Linked DNA regions of Canis lupus: region 2 is linked to region 1. Evidence: chromatin contacts called from public Hi-C data. All regions are on one chromosome and are shown on one strand. Each heading gives the region's core, a stretch centred on a gene start, on an enhancer-like site or on the middle of the called end of the contact. The rest is flanking DNA. Distances are from core to core; before and after follow the strand shown. Region 1 has its middle 20 kb from the start of NRDE2. Region 2 overlaps TTC7B (tetratricopeptide repeat protein 7B).

Region 1 (4,125 bases), core at 530-3,029:
GGAGGAGAGCACTTTCAGGCTTGTTATGCCTTACCGTCCGCGTGCATCCCAAGCTAGGTAGCTCCCGGGAAGTAAGTTATTTGGGGCTTCCAAAACCACCACAATTACCTTGATAGATCAGTTACTGTCTCCAGAAATACCCAGACCACTCATTCTACAGCATCAGCTTTGAGGTTATCTGAACACCCCAGGTTCAGAGACCTAGCATAGTTATAGTGAGTAGAGGGTGTAGTTCCGAGAAAGTCACGACCAGTCCTCACTTCCATGGTGCTTCATGGGCACAGGGTGGCCAGTCCCAGCCTGGACCCACGGGAGCTCTGCATGGCCTATCCCATGGCATGGCCACCAGACCCTTTGGGAAGGGTGACCGAGGGGAAGATTCAGGGCTATGCCCCTCTGTAGTCCCCAGAACAGGTAGGTGTATTGCTTTGGCCCCAGTCCGGAGAACAGGTGAATTCCCCAAACCCAAGTGTCAGGGTGATGATTTCCTGTGGAACATGGGCCCTGGCCCTGGATATTCTGGAAACTAACCATATTGTCTCCCTTATGTCTTTGGGGAGAATGGTCTACTTCCTCACATCTGCTCCCAGGAGATCAGACCCCAGAGAGCTCCCACTGGAGTGCAGCTTACAGAGCCTAAGGTGCTGCTTTGTCAGCCGCCAGCTCTGGTGATGCCAGCAGAGAACCTGGAACAGGAGAGACACGGTGTCCTCACTTACACCGCTCTCGCTGCGGCACACTGACACCGTGAAAACGATTTTGAAAAGTGTAGACATCTGGATGTATCTGTTCCTCTGAAAGCTTATTTTAATAACTGTAATCTTAAACGGTCAGCTTCTCTCCTGATCTTGATTCTTACCACTTACGCTTCATTTTTAAGCTTTATAATGAATATTAATGAAAAGGTGCACTTGGGAATTTACCTCGCGTTGGTTTCTTTATTTTATGGGGGTTTTTTAGGGCAGCAATCTCAAACCCCTCTAGGAATACTACTGACATATTTATTGCCTCCATTATTTATATTGGGGAAGTACTTGATTGCCTTTTGCTTTTTTGTTAACTCCAGGAGCTCACTTATTCTAAAAGGGAAAACTCTCTCTCTCTCTCTCTCTTTTCTTTTTTTTTTTTTTTTAAGATTTTAAAAGAGTGATCTCCATGCCCAACGTGGGGCTCAAACTTACAACCCCAAGATCAAGAGTCACATGCTCCTTCGACTGAGTCAGCCAGGCATCCCTCAAAAGGAAAACTCGTGGGATCAGATCAAATGACTCAGTTCTTCCCCTCCAGCCCCGCTGCTGGGCCTCTCCTCACACAACCCTAGACACAAATGTGCTGCTCAGAGAGCATCTCCACATTTCTGCCCGTCCTAGTCCCTTTCCTGAACTACCTCCTTTCCCAGCTGACTTCCACCAGCTGCACTGTGCTATTCCTGTTCCCTTTGGGGAATACCAAATCCACCCATTTCATCACCCACTGGGACACAAGAGCCCCCCCAAAAAAAATTACACATAATACTTGGTACATGTGTGCTTATTTTCTGGGGAGAAGATCCAAAGCTTTTGTTCCATTCTTTTTTTTTTTTTTTTTTTTAAGATTTTATGTATTTATTCATGAGAGACACACAGAGAGAGGCAGAGACACAGGCAGAGGGAGAAGCAGGCTCCCAGTGGGGAACCTGATGTGAGCCGCAATCCCAGGACCCCAGGGTCATGCCCTGAGCCGAAGGCAGATGCTCACCCACTGAGCCCCCTAGGTGCCCCTCCTTCTATTCTTAAAGGGTCCGTGACCCTCTCCTCCTCCAAAAGGTTGGAAATGGTCTGTCATTGTAATCAGTACTATCGTCACACTGTACTTGCAACATTTAAGCACGCTGCCGGCGCACTCCAGGGTCCTTCCAGTCCATTTTGCACACTGAGGCCCTCCCACTGCTGCTTTCACCCACGCAACACAAGGTTTCACGGGTGGTTTCTGCTCCCCCTGCCTGCAGTGCCCGCAGGAGCCCGACGGTGGCGTCACCACACCGCTTTTATTCCCAACTCCTTCGGAGGCTCCCCAACCTAGAGCACCTCCCCACCCCCTCCCCACACCCCTCCCAGGTCCAGCAAAAGAGCCTCTCAGGCTAAGACCTGCTCACAAGAAGAGTTTGATTTTATTTTTATTTTTTTTAAGATTTTATTTATTCATGAGAGACACACAGAGAGAGGCAGAGACACAGGCAGAGGGAAAAGCAGGCTCCCCCTGGGACTCAGATGCGTGGACTCAATCCCAGGACCCCAGGATCACACCTGAGCTCAAGGCAGATGCTTGACCCCTGAGCCACCCAAGCGTCCCTCATCTTTGATTTCCATAGCATGGGGGTGCTTAGGCCCAGGCCCCAGCAAAGAGCAGCTCTCGGAAGCTTACAGAGTGAATTTGGAATGTGACCTGACATTCAAAACAGAACATATATAAACTACCCAGATGCTCCTCCAGAAAAAAAAAAAAAAAAAAAAAAAAAAGAACATATCTAAGGGCATGGGCAGTTATGAGATCAGAATTTGCCGGCAAAATGTTTCAAACAAAGTGCTCTGTCAGAAATAGGTGAATTCTTTCCTTGGTCTTTGCGTCAAAAATTATTTATGAAAACGTTACAGCTGAGATGTGGTTTTAAGCAACGCACTGAAAAGTCAAACGACATCCTTAACAGTACACGTTAAATAGGCATCCTTCATGACCATTTTTCAAAGAGACGACAGCAAAGTAAATCTAAGGTGCGGAGGGAAAATACACTGAATTCATAATAATCAGTAAATAATTATCTCTGGTATTTGCTTACTTACTGATGCAACTAAGCCCAGGCATAATTATTCAGGAAAGAATCCCCATCTTCTTAGCAACACATTCTAAACTGGATAGTGTTGGTCTCTACGTGGAAATGCATCCGCAGTTAAGTCAGGTGTTCAGTATTAGGAATCAATATTAATATTAAACTTGGGGCGGAAGAGAGAACACAAGACAGGTAGGTGCACAGCTGTCTAAGCACCCGATGGTCTGAGATTTATGCAGGCAGCTGTGAGCTGCCAGACCAGGTGTGACTGAGGTGGAAGACCGGGCAGGAAGCTGGGCTCGGGCTCTGCAGGAGGGAGTCCTTCTTCCCCACAGTGGTGCTCACCCATCTAACGCCCCCTGCTTCCTCTTCCTTGGCAGGGGATAATGGATAATATTAAGGTCAGGCAGGCTTGGTCACTCGCACTAGGCCCCAGCCTGTAGGCACACGGTCACCGTGGGGCCAGGCCCCTACCTGATCATCTACCCTCTCCTGAATTGGCAGCGATTTATCTGTAAGTTCCTGCAGGGCTGACCCATGCCCTTTGGTCCTCCACGCATAGGAGCCTTTTAAAAACCTTGCAGTTAAGCTCCTGAGGGGTCCTGAGAAGCCTCGGCCCTAATGCTGGCTGCCGCACAGCACCTTGCTCATGTTGGGACCACGCAGGCTCACCATGCCCCAAATCTCCAGGAGGATTTCCAAGCCAGAGAGCCCTTGACAGTGACAGCAGCACGTGTGACCAAACACGGGGACCTGAAAAATCCGGCCCAAGACTGCAGCTGGCTCAGAGCACGGCTGGTCCAGAACCCCCATCTTCCCCCAGGGCGGGTGGGGGGGCTCTGCTATCTCCCCTTCTTTCAGCTTCTAGTGGCCCAGGGAGGGGGCTGGATTCCAACCGAAGTAGGGCTGGCTTTTTGGCACATGAACTTGGGGTCCTTTAGAGTTCCTGAGCACCCGGGGCCTTTGAGTCTTATTGGAAGGGCATTGTTCCAATTTACTGGAATTTTTTCTTTCTCAAAAAAATGTTTTTCAGACTTTCTGACTCCTCGCCCTTGACAAACCCTTCCCGTTCATTCCTTTGCAGAAAGGTCTACTGTGACAACTCCTGACATCGTCGCTCAGCTGTGGGCACGGGGATTCCTATGTACTGGACGCCCTTGTATATTTAGTGAGCGCTGGCAGAGAATGGGGGGAAAAGGTTGGGGCTTCAGAGGTTTTAGGGTGCAGCGGGTAGCCAAGTCCTGGGACCTGAAACTTGCCCAGGGTGTCTGTGCCTTCATGGAAGGCTTCTCGCAGCTCCGAAGAGCCCTTCAGCTGGT
Region 2 (4,125 bases), core at 441-2,940, 360 kb after region 1:
TCTTTTCTTTTTTTTCCACTGTCCCTAAAGGGATCTAAAGGTGAAAGAAAGAAAGAAAAGAAAAAAAAGAAAGAAAAGAAAAGAAAGAAAAGAGAAAAAGAAAGAAAGAAAGAAAGAAAGAAAGAAAGAAAGAAAGAAAGAAAGAGAAAGAAAGAAAGAAAGAAAGAAAGAAAGAAAGAAAGAAAGAAAGAAAGAAAGAAAGGCAGCTTCTCAAGGGAAAAAACTGGCTCCCCTATCTTCTCTGCTCACTCTGCAGCTGAAGTCCAGGCTCCAAGGGTTCCTGAGGGGCCCGAGGTCACATAGGGGCGCTGGCACCCCGAGCCTGGAGCCCCGGGCCCAACTGCCCACCCCCCAACTGCCCACCCCCCGAGCACTCCGCTAGCGGGGAGGCGCCGTCAGTGATTCCAGGTCAGGACTTCGCCCCCGGGATGCCTAGAGGGTCATGAGCAAGCATCCCCTTCCTAAAGGCCGGGCCTAGGCACCGTCACGTGAAGGCTGGTACATCCGAACTGAGCAGTCCCCCGGGATCACCTTCCCTGGGCGGGGTCCTTACTGGGGGGGGGGGGGGTTGGCCACGACCAAAGGGAGCCGCTGAAACTGCTGCCAGGCCCCCGCGGGTACCCCCTCCACCCCCCCCCACCGCCCCGGTGATGCCCGCACCGAAGGCTGCCAGCCCCGGCGGGCCCCCCCCCCCCCCCCCCCCCCCCCCGTAATGCCCGCACGGAAGTCTGCCAGGCCCTAGCAAGTCTGCCAGGCCCTAGCGGGCACACCCCCGCCCCCTCCCCATCCCCCTCTACCCCTCCCCCCCCCCCCCCCCCCGCGATGTCCGCACCGAAGTCTGCCAGGCCCCTGCGGGCACACCCCCGCCCCCTCCCCATCCCCCTTTACTCCCTCCCGCCCCCATGCCCGCACCGCAGGCTGCCAGCCCCAGGGGGCACACCCCTCTATCCCCTCCCCCTCCCCCCCCCCCCCCCCGCGATGCCCGCACCGCAGGCGGCCAGCCCCGGCCGACACACCCCCGCCCCCTCCCCCTCTACCCCCCCCCCCCCGCGATGCCCGCACCGCAGGCTGCCAGCCCGGCGGGCACACCCCCTCTATCCCCCATCTCCCGCCCCCCCCCCCCGCGATGGCCCGCACCGCAGGCGGCCAGCCCCGGCCGGCACACCCCCGCCCCCTCCCCATCCCCCTCTACCCCCCCCCCCCCCCCCCGCGATGCCCGCACCGCAGGCTGCCAGGCCCCGGGAGCGCGGACGCCCGCAGGGGGCCGCTGGGGCGCGGTGGGGGCTCCGGGGGCACGGCTTCCAGAACCGCCGGGAGTCCCGCCGACCCCTGACCCAGCGAGCAACCTCACTACCACCCCGATTTCGGGGCCTGCGGCGAGTCACCCCGGCGAGAGCAGGGGAGGCCGCGGGCGGGCGGGAGCCGCGGGGGGCTGGGGCGCTGGGGCGTTGGGGGCTGGGGCGTGCTCTGCGCATGCGCGGCCCCGGGCGTCCGGCGAGGACGCGGCTCTCGCGCCCCCTGGCGGCGGCAGGCGGCGCGGCAGCCCTGGAGCGGCTGCTGGCGGTGGTCCCCTTCGGGGCGGCCCCGGGGCCCGGAGCAGGTGGTCTGGCTCGGGGCCTATGGGGTGCGGGCTCTGGGACGTGCCCACAGCACCAGGGAACTGCACTGCTTAAACAAGAACCCCGAATGCTGTCTGTGCTGTTCAGGGAGCCGGAAGGTCTCCAAGAGCTCCTGGGAGCGGCTCGCGCAGAGGCCCCCGGGGACCCCGGGGTCCACACGGCAGTCCCTGGAGGTCACCTGTGGGGGCGGTCCTCCCTACACGACACGCCAGTCCCAATCTAGGAAGCAAGCCCTTGACAGCAAAAGAGAAAAAGGGCGCCCCTTCCAGGGGCTGGAACAGGGGACCCCCCTCCCACCCAGCTACCCACTTCTGTCTAGCAGGGTTGCTGTGGGGACTAAGGGCGCTAGGGGGCAAGGGCTTACAATGGTATTTAGAAGGAATTGTCTTTAATGCCGTAGTTATTAATCATTTTCCACTAGTATTCCAGAAGGAGGCACACAGTAGGAGCTCACCAAAGCTGAGGCCCCTCCCTGTCTTGTGGGGCTGCGGTGTATCCTGCAGGGTAGCACGGGCCCCTGCCTGCTTGGCGGGTCAAGGCTCTGCCCAGGGAGCACGAGCACCAGCCCCAGCGACCACAGCTGCCCACTCTCCTGCTCTAGCCCCAGCCTAAGGGAGAGAGCCTGGAGAGCCAGCTCTGACACCCTCCTTCTCCACAGAACAGTCTGTGCTCTGCTCCCGCCCCCAGAGAGCTCGGAGCTTTCCAAATATGGATGCTTTTTTCATTCCCGAAGCATCAGGAACATTTGGGGGAAGAAAATGAACACCAGACATGGTTTGGAAATGATGGAAGCCAAGTGATGGGTAGTGGCACAGTGAGCACTGTCTCAGGAGTAAGGAGTCCTGGTTTTTAAAATATCAAACAAGAGTATGAACTAAGTGATCTTTTAAAACCTGGCCCGCTTTGTATGAGTCTAGGCCCCAAGGAGATCCTAGCAGTAAGGACCCAGATCCTAAGAGTGAAAAATACATCAGCTAGCACATAAGGCAGGAGAGAAAAAACAGCATTAAGCACACCCAGTCAGTGGCTTTTAAAGAAAAGGAGTCATGGAGACAGGTTTTCTAGAGCCCCACCACCTGAAAGGTAGTCCACAGACTGGGATAATCCAATCAGAAACTGAACATAGTAGGAGTTAGAGACAAGATTAATTGTTTCATATCAGGCCCAAACCAAAATCTATTTTTATCTAAAAGGGAGAGGATTTCAGAATACAATGAAGACACTGTACTTTGGCTTAAGCAAGTTGTGTGTTACTCAGGTAGAGTTGATCTACCTGAGTAGATAACCCCAGGATTGTCAGGGAAAAATGTTTAAAGAACCATCCCATCACAAGTAGCCCTGTGTGGCAAGCACTATTCCTGGTGCAAATGTGGGGACACAAAACACAGTTTAGACATGACACAGCCTCAGAACCCAACCCAGAGCAGGCACTCATATTATTTGCTAGGTTAATAAATTAACTAAACATACCATCTAGTTTGAGAGAGGCAAGTGACAGATAAATAATTACACAAAAGCCGAATGCCAAATTGGATGGTACTAACTATAAATAGAAGTGGAAGAGAAGGAGAAATGGAAGTGGACAACAGGGGACACCTGGGTGCTCAGTGGTTGAGCGTCTGCCTTCAGCTCAGGTGGTGATCTCCGGATCTGGATTGAGTTCTGCATCAGGCTCCCTATGAGGAGCCTGCTTCTCCCTTGGCCTATGTCTCTGCCTCTCTCTCAGTCTGTGTCTCTCATGAATAAATAAATAAATCTTAAAAAAAAAAAGGAAGTGGACAATAGAACTAGCGGGGCTATAACTGACATGTGAGCCAGGGTGGACTCCTCGCAGGGAAAGGGAGGAGACCCCAGTTGGAGGAGGAAGACAAGCAGAGGCAGGAAGTGGGCCTGGGAGTGGTGAGGGCAGGCAGGCAGGCAGGCAGGCCAGCGGCAACCTGGAGCAGACCACAGGCGGGACAGAGGAGGGAAGACCAGGACAGGACCTCCAGAATCTGAAAAAAGTGCTCAGCCATGCCTACACCTGTCTTGATTAGCAGGAGCGCTCATCAAGAACCTGAGCTTCCGTCATACAGGAAAAGATGACTTTGGGGAGGCAGGAGGGCTCCACTCTTGATTACCTGAGTGTGGAATCTTCCATAGTATATTAAACTTCAGACTGACTAGTCCTGACACTTGGGCCACTGTTTACTTACTGCTTTTCCCACATTTTAACTTCAATCTACTTAAGAATATAAATCTGCCACAAATATACAAATGAGGGGATCCCTGGGTGGCTCAGTGGTTTAGCGCCTGCCTTTGGCCCAGGGTGTGATCCTGGAGTCCCAGGATCGAGTCCCATGTTGGGCTCCTGGCATGGAGCCTACTTCTCCCTCTGCCTATGTCTCTGCCTCTCTCTCTCCCTGTGACTATCATAAATAAGAAAAATAAAAAATAAAATAAACAATAAAATAAAAAAACAAATATACAAATGCTTGTATGTTTTAGGGCATGTAAAGCCCAGGGA

What was found. A called contact is a pair of places that touch in the nucleus more often than the background predicts.
Region 2: a contact with region 1 is called in a Hi-C map of amygdala, with 2.3 times the contacts expected there. The contact joins two enhancer-like sites. A contact is called at or near these places in 4 of 9 Hi-C or Micro-C datasets (amygdala, blood, liver and 1 more).

What each region holds. Positions count from the first base shown.
Region 1 is chr8:61,683,287-61,687,411 of UU_Cfam_GSD_1.0, forward strand. No RefSeq gene overlaps it. Among named protein-coding and RNA genes, the nearest start is that of NRDE2, 20 kb to the left of the region's middle. Within about 2 kb of position 1,780, at least 3 of the 20 cell types and tissues checked have an H3K27ac peak or open chromatin away from gene starts, as enhancers often do.
Region 2 is chr8:62,043,926-62,048,050 of UU_Cfam_GSD_1.0, forward strand. All of the region lies in intron 3 of TTC7B (tetratricopeptide repeat protein 7B), which reads right to left. Among named protein-coding and RNA genes, the nearest start is that of TTC7B, 47 kb to the right of the region's middle. Within about 2 kb of position 1,691, at least 10 of the 20 cell types and tissues checked have an H3K27ac peak or open chromatin away from gene starts, as enhancers often do.